2 separate regions of the Mus musculus genome follow, and region 2 is linked to region 1. The links are chromatin contacts, called in public promoter capture Hi-C maps. All regions are on one chromosome and are shown on one strand. Each heading gives the region's core, a stretch centred on a gene start, on an enhancer-like site or on the middle of the called end of the contact. The rest is flanking DNA. Distances are from core to core; before and after follow the strand shown. Region 1 holds the start of Zswim6 (zinc finger SWIM-type containing 6). Region 2 overlaps Ndufaf2 (NADH:ubiquinone oxidoreductase complex assembly factor 2).

Region 1 (3,737 bases), core at 1,164-3,663:
TCCAGTTAGTTATACTCAGAGACCATGCATTTGATTCAATCGGCTTCAAACCGGCAGGGAAAGAGGAGAAGGTGGGCGGGGGGTGGGGGTGGTGGGGTGGGGAGTGTAACTAGAAAGAATGTTAATTAGATTTTAAAGGGGAAAAGGTGGGGGTAAGGATGGATAGCCTCAAAAACCAACCCCCCTCTTCGAGGGAAACGGTGCTGAGCAACACTGAGGGCTGTCTTTGGAAATAAATGACCATGCAGAAAATCACGTTTTCAGATTACATTAGAATTCAAATTAACCAAACAGGATTAAAACAAATCTTCTGTGTCGGGGCCACTGTCCAGACCCCCACTCCACTCCCAAGGAAAAGGATAAAAAGATTGGACCATAGAGAGAAAAGAACAAGTTAAAAGAGAGAGAGAGAGAGAGAGAGAGAGAGAGAGAGAGAGAGACGGACAGAGGCAGACACAGCCTTTCAAATCTATCAATCCTCATTCATTTGCTTCGGGGTTCATCCCTACAATTTCAACCAGTGTGGGAGGGGGGTTATAAAATACGCCTTCAGCAATCCGGAGGAAAAATATGGGGACAGGGAGGCTGCGCTGCAGCATTGTTCACTTCAATCCAGTTCAAACGTTCCCGTAACTATGGCTGGAAAAGATATCTAATCAGAAGAAAAAGAAAAGCCCCGCGGAAGGCAGAGGGATTTGAGAAAACTCTCCTGGTCTGTCAGAGAAAGAAGGGCTGTGCAGCTTTAAATCACAAGCCCTTCTCTCGCCTTTGTCAAATATCTTCTACTTTACAAGCCCTGAAAAGAAATAAAGAGGCTCTTTTGTTTGCTTTCCCCTTTTCGGAGGGTGACAGAAAATTGAAAGGGGCACAAATAAACCCGAAAGGAGAACAAACTGCCGGGAGGTGCGGGGCGCGCAGCAGCGCAGGGGCGCAGGGGCCGCGGGGCCCCTCGGTGCGGACGCCGGCCGCGGGTCACAGCGTCGGCGGTGCTGCCCGCTCCCTCAGCACCGCGCCCGAACCCCGGGCTCAGGCAGAAGTCGGGCGGCGGGGTGCCTCACGGGACGGAGAAGCGAGAGCGGCGCCCCTCAGCGGCCCGGCCGGCCGTCACTGCCGGCCGGGGTGGCTCGGGGACCCGGACGCGGACGCCGCGGAGCTCGTTGCAGACACCTTAAAGCAGCCTGAGTACGAGGGGCCGGCCGGCTAGCCGGCCGGCCGTCGGAGCCCCGAGCGGAGCGGTGGCCGAGCGGGGTTGAAGGGATCGCCACCACCCCACCTCGGACCGCGGGGCGCGGAGCAGCGCCAGAAGAAAGGACGCGAGCCGGGCAGTGCAGAGCGAGCGCCCCGGTCGGCATTGTCTGCGGCCCGCGCCCCCTCCCCCGCGCCGCACGCCCCAGCCCGAGCCCCGCGGCCACCCGCGCCTTTGTCCACGCCCGCCCCGCACACCCGCACTCAGCCTGCCGGACAGACGACCGGGACGCCGACACCCACCACCCCGCCACCGAGGGGCGCGTCCTTGCTGATTCATTTCCCACTCGCGCTAGCCCGTCCGGGGAGACGGGGGCGGGGACCAGCGGGAGGAAATGGGCGCTCCGCTCCGGGGACCGTCCGAGTCGCCCGCTGCTGCACCGCGCGCGCCCGACCCGAGGCGGCCCAGGGGATCGGAGGGGAGACCCTGCCCTCCCCCACCCCCGAGGGACAGGAGGACAGACCGAAGGACCGACGGCCCGCGGCAGCCCCGTGACTCACCGACTTGCAGGACGTTGTCTACGCAGCCACTCTCCAGCAGCGCGATACCCCGGCGGAAGGGCAGCCGCGTCTCGTCGCCGCCGTCCGCAGCGCTGGCCGCCCCCACCGACGGGGTCCCGGTGCCCGCGGCGACGGCGGCGGCGGCGGCTGAGGTGGCGGCCGGCGAGGATGAGGAGCCGCCGCGCCGCCGCGCCGCGCCCGTGCTGCCGCCCGCCGCCGCCGCCGCTGTCGTCGCCGGGGCCGCCCGCGGAGCCGCCGCCGGTGTTGAAGGACGAGTACATGCAGATCTCCCGCTCACTGCGGGGAAAGGACCAGTAGACGATGCGGCGCTGCACCGGCTCCGGGATGCGCTCGAAGCGCTCCTCCACGCGCTGGAACGGCCACTTCTCCGCCACCCTGCGCGCTGCGATGTCCAGCAGAGACTCGGGGCTTTGGGTCTTGCCCGGCGGCAGCAGCCCCAGTGCCGCGCCGCCCCCGCACGCCGCCGCCGCCGCCGCACCGCCCGCCCGCGGGCCGGGCCGACAGGCAGAGCTGTAGCCGCCACCCGCGCCGCCGCCGCTGCTGCCCCCACCACCGCCGCCGCCGCCGCCGCCGCCGCCCGGCCGGCAGCAGAGCCGTTTCGCGGGAGGAGGCTGCTGTCCGCGCTCCGCCATGACCGCGCCGCTTCTAACCCGACAGCGGAAGTGCCGGGACCCTATAAACGGCACAAGGAAGCGCGACACGCACACGCCGTGGCGACGCCACGCTGCCATCTAGGGCCCGCCGCTCCTTGTAGGGGCACGGGAGGTGTGGCCTAGGCCGTGACGACATCGCCGAGGAGGAGCGCCGATAGGGAGAACCTAGGGGAGGGGGCGGGGCCTATGCAAATCACTGGGCTGAAACATAAATAGAGCGCTCCGTGGACACGGGGGTGGCGGGGGCACCCGGGTTGGGTGCCCGGTGGGCTGTGAGAATGTCAGGCTGCTGTGACGCGGGAGGCGGGGCTCAGGCGGGGTTTCCGCGGGAGGGGTCGGGCCGTCTGCCAAGGGGAAGGGTGGGTGGGTCTCTGCGCCCCCTGTCTACTCAACTTAGCCCTCCAGCGCCCTGCCTCCTTTTGATGTCCGCCGAGCGTGGACGCTCCTCGTGGGTCGCCGCGGGGCGGGGAGGGGGGAGGGTTCCGGACTAAATGGAGGGCGGGCCGACTGCTCGATGCCCCACCCCCCAGTCAGCCGGCCCCGCGGGGAAAAGCCTCTGGGCGGAGGAGGCGCTTTCAAAACAAAGAAATGCTGCGTGAAGCCCCGGGGACGCGGCCGAGAGGAAGGCGGGGGAGGCGCGGCCCAGGCCGCCTGCTTTCCTTCCAACCCGGCGAAGCGAACTTCCCCCACCCTCGGCCGTGGCTGCGGCGCAGGGGGGAAAGGGAGGAGGGCTGAGCTCAGCCACTGTTTTCCACTTCACTTTTCGCCGACCCAGGTGGGGAAGGGGCGCGGCTGCCCCGCGTAACTGCAGCGCACCCAGCCCTGAGCCCCGGGTTCGCTCCGGCCCGGTGACACGCCAGGGAGCCGAGTCGATCGAGCGCCCGGACACGCGCAGCGCTCGGATGCTGCCCCGCAGCCGCTGGACGCGCGTCCCGAGCCGGCCGCGCCGCCCTGCCCCGCCCCGCCCTCGCACTCTTTCAGTCCTTCGGGCCAAGAAGCCGGCCCGCCCGGCTTCACCCCAGAGCCCCAGTCGCCCTCTGCCGCGACCTGCTGCAGACCCAGGGGGTCGGGCCGCTCACTTAGAGCGCACACACGGGCAGAGAGGATCGCGCAAACTCTCCAACGCGAGACGGTTGTCGCTCACGGCCGCCCGGTGGCGGACAACAGCCGCGGGCGCTCTGGAATCTGCGGCGGGGCTGAGACCTGGAGTCCTTGGCGCTCCGGACGCGCGCTGCGCTCCCTGCAGCATTGGCGGCGCCCGACCGGCGGGTCCTCCCCGCTGCAGGGCAGCAGGAGAGCGAGCAGCGCTGGGAGACG
Region 2 (4,034 bases), core at 919-3,418, 220 kb after region 1:
ATTAATCTACTTAATCTAGCTCAACACGAAGCAGTATTTATCATTAGTAAATGGAAATCGACTCTGATGTAACAAAGAGCACATAACCATCTAATGGAATATGATAGTTATCTACTGAACAGGACTAGCCTCTGCTACACAGTGAGAATGGTCTCAAAAACAAACAAACAACAAACAAAAACAACAAACAAATAAAACCAAAGCCAGAAATACACAAGAAGATAAAGACTAGAGTCACAGAGGAAGGGCTGCCATTCCGGGATGGATGGGATCTCAGAAACGGGGCCTGTGTGCTGGTGGGATGCACAATCGGTTGATCACCAAGACAACAGGTAAGGATGGACTAAAGCATCCTCTATGCTCAGTAGTAAAGAGGGCCCTTCCCGACTTCTGCTACTTCTTTGCAGTTCGGCTGATACTATGTTCGTGTGGGTTATTACTCACTGTTACCTGACTGAGCTGGAGGGGGCAGGGCTGTTTACAGTGACAGGTATACCTATGGTTCTGTTAGGTGTTATTTTGCTACCTTAATTCTTACAACAATCTTCAGGTTTGTAATTTTGGAAAACTATGTTCAAAAGCCCTTCATCTTTGAGGGATAGTGTTGAGAATTACACTGAATTTCAAATGGATTTAAGAAACTGTGCTTTGGTATAGCCATTCCCGTGCTAGAAACTGTCCACACACTCAGGCTCACACTGCCTCCTTCTCTTCCTGCCTCCGTTTCCCCAACCTGTGAGACTAAATCCCCTGCACACCTATCCTCAACCCTCCCTTTGCTTTGCACCATTCTGTGATGGTATCACTGGCTGCTGACTGGCAGAGAGACTGAAAAATTTAAAATTTCAGCACCCATGTCCTTAGCTCCCAGGAGAAATGCCCACATAACTTTTGCTTTCTTTTGATTCAGCTTTTGACTATTATAGCTGAGTCAAATCCACCTGGAAAAACATTTATCATATCTATTCTTTACTCTTCTTAAAAGATGTGAAGAGTTATTGCATCTCTCTTGGCTTCACTGCTAATCAATATGTTTTTATTAATATGTTGTAATTCAGATAAATTATAGATGAAATGAGATCTGTGAATTATTCTGAAAACTGAACTACAATTTATAACACAATTTCTATGGAAAATGTGTTGAATTTAAATAAGCTGCTTACATAGAACTTTTAGAATTAACTAATTTGTAGGTTAGGAACTTGTATTAAGACATAGAGAAGCAGCCCGTCTTCCAGAGTGCAATCCAATGTAAAAAGGAGCGGGCACAGCATCACTGGACACACGTCCATGCTTGCCTTGCTGTGAGCCTTCACACAGGTCACTGCAGGCTCTGCTGAAACAGTGCATAAGATGCGCTGCTATTTGACAGGGACCCCTGAGAGCTGTGTCACTGACACACCAGACGACACCGCCCACTACTTTACCTTTTATCTCTATGACTAAAACTGCAACTCTGCGAGCTCACCGTGCACGTTTGTTTAGAAAGTTTTACTTAGACAGTACTGCATTCTTCTGTTACCCAGTGTTCTGTCTTCTCTAAATATTGTCCTTATCAGCCTATCTTCTTTAGTACTATGTGACTTTGTCTGTCCTGGCTTATCTATAAAATAGGGCTTAAAATAAAGTAATCATAGGATTCTACTAATGTCTAAGAATAATGTAATATACTTGGTAAATATTATACATGTTAGCTTTGTATTTTTTTTTTCTGTCAGTGCTTGCCATAGGGTGGGAGAATAGCAACATGGAACAGATTTTGGACCCTCATAGAACAGATTTTTTTTTTTTTTTCGAGACAGGGTTTCTCTGTATGACCCTGGCTGTCCTGGAACTCATTTTGTAGACCAGGCTGGCCTCGAATGCAGAAATCCATCTGCCTCTGCCTTCCACGTGCTGAGATTAAAGGCGTGCGTCACCACGCCTGGCTTCATGGAGCAGATTTTGACCTTGTAGAATAAGATCCATCAGTTAATAAGATCCATTGCTGAAGGGAAGAAGTGAGCATTAAGTCTGATGCTACCAAAGGCTGGAGCGGCCTTAGCAGCTCTTAGTACAGGACCGTTTTTTGCCTGACAACTGCTAATGACTTTAGGATCAACGACCCCCTCCCCTGGAGAGGGAGGCAGGGAATGAGGAAGACTGGGAACAGATGTGCTCTGTGCATTCGGAGCCACACCACCTCCGGGCTCTAGGGGAGGCTCCTGAGGTGTGTGGTGCTTAGTTTAGGTCTGCAATCTCCTACCCTGGCTGCTCAGAGCTGTAACATTATCAGGAGGGCATGGAATGCTTAGGAGGCAGGACTTGGAGGCAGTAGGTTCATTCGGGGCTTAGCTTTAGGGTGACACTACCTCCGCGTGGATGCTTGCTGCCCATCTCACTTCCCAGGTATCAGACATAAGCTGCTTCAGTCCAAACACTCCACACTCTCTACACTGCCTGACCCCAGGTTTAAAGCAATGAAGCCTCCCAACTATAACAGGAAGCCCATGAGACTTTGCTCTAAAACAAACCTTTCCTGATGCACACTGCTGTCATCGTCGGGTGCTTCATCACAGCAGGGGACAGATGTGCTTAGCAAACATTTTCTTCCCCGTGGCAGTTATGTCATCATTCTGATGACCGCTTAATTTCCTGCACAGAAGCTTTCTAACCTGACCTAATCCCACCTTTGTAAACTGTGTCCGAGTCAGTGCACTGCTGTTAAGGCCATAGGCCTTCCTCCCTTCTTACTCTAGGACTATTATGGTTTCTGGTCTAACATTTAAGTCTTGAACAATGCTATTTTCCCAATGGCTACCATACGATCTACAGCCATACACCGCATAATGACACTTGAGTGGACAATAAGACTTATACACTGGTAGTTATGCCACAAACTATTACAGATGATTTATAGAGTTCACTGGCACTCTATCCTAGGCTGAAGGAGGAGTAAAAATAATACACTGCCACCATGGGATAACCGCACACCCTGATATAAACATGTCACAGATTTCAAACTGTTTAAGGAAGCAGGGCAAGGATTGTGGCAGACTTTTTTGATGTTTATATGAAATACTTCTACTTCATACTATTTGTCTAATTACAGTAAGTAATGAATTAGGTTAAGTATTAAAGTGAAACACAGTTTGAAAAAATTATCATCTAAAATCATAGTTGTAAAAATATGCAGATGTAAACCACTGAAGTCCACAAAGCGTTATCATATTAAAGTGATTAAAATTCAGGAAAAGACAAACCACTACAAACCATACATCACTTCCAAAGAAGCAAACCAAGAGACATACCCCATGAGCTGTGACTGAGCCTAAGCCTCTGTACTGAGCATGATTCACCTAATGAGCCAACCTGAGTTACCATTAGAGCCTGTTGGCGACGTCTCCCTGACAGAGGCACCTCTAAGCTCTGCACCTCGGTTTCTCTGCTTTGGTGGCTTAGTGGGGTCAGTCAGAGCTCAGTAACAGACACTGGCGAACAAGCGATGCTTGCAACAAGGCCCCGGGGTTCAGGCCAGGAAAGGCACAGGAAGAATATTTCAACTTCACACTGCTGAGTAGTTTCTACTGTAGGAAGAGGGAAAACAGAGACACTCTCGTGGAATTAAACACGACTGCTATGTTGCTTCAGGAGGAATATCTGCTTACCGTGGCAGAGCAGAAGATCCAAATGTCATAGTTGTAAGTAGCTGGGTAACGTTAATACAACTACAAAAGCTAAGAAAACTGCTAATCACACCAAACTACAGCATCTGCTGATATGTGTGAGTCTAGACTGTAGAGCATACGCTAATATAACTGACAACACCCAGAGGGAAGCAAACACTGAGGTATGTAATTAGGACCTACATGTACATACAAGAACCACAAGCTTAATTTACAGATTGGAAGGCTGTGGCTCAAAGACATAGGACACAGAATCCTTTAACAAAATCAAGGACATTTTGTGATATAATCATACATACTCAGAAAGCTCTGACTTTCCCTTTAAACTTTTTGTGGTAGAGCAGCAACACCTACCAAAGATGTCTTCCA

Evidence for each region. Promoter capture Hi-C pulls out the DNA fragments that hold promoters and counts their contacts.
Region 2: a contact with region 1 is called in a promoter capture Hi-C map of stem cell-derived epiblast-like cells, with 2.3 times the contacts expected there. The contact joins the enhancer-like site here to the promoter of Zswim6 in region 1. A contact is called at or near these places in 6 of 39 promoter capture datasets (the 3T3-L1 cell line, cranial neural crest, embryonic stem cells and 3 more), 1 of 484 Hi-C or Micro-C datasets (Sertoli cells) and 8 of 115 datasets of contacts at active chromatin or transcription factors (bone marrow-derived macrophages, craniofacial prominence, embryonic basal ganglia and 4 more).

Annotation. Positions count from the first base shown.
Region 1 is chr13:107,887,651-107,891,387 of GRCm38.p6, forward strand. Zswim6 (zinc finger SWIM-type containing 6) reads right to left here and starts at 2,414. Exons shown (of 18, transcript NM_145456.3): 1 at 1,954-2,414; 2 at 1,944-1,952; 3 at 1,936-1,941; 4 at 1,931-1,933; 5 at 1,747-1,928. The coding sequence starts at 2,399.
Region 2 is chr13:108,105,818-108,109,851 of GRCm38.p6, forward strand. The region is part of intron 1 of Ndufaf2 (NADH:ubiquinone oxidoreductase complex assembly factor 2); the gene reads right to left. Among named protein-coding and RNA genes, the nearest start is that of Gm52057, 28 kb to the right of the region's middle. Within about 2 kb of position 2,169, at least 10 of the 459 cell types and tissues checked have an H3K27ac peak or open chromatin away from gene starts, as enhancers often do. A contact at or near this core is called in stem cell-derived epiblast-like cells, where this site is marked.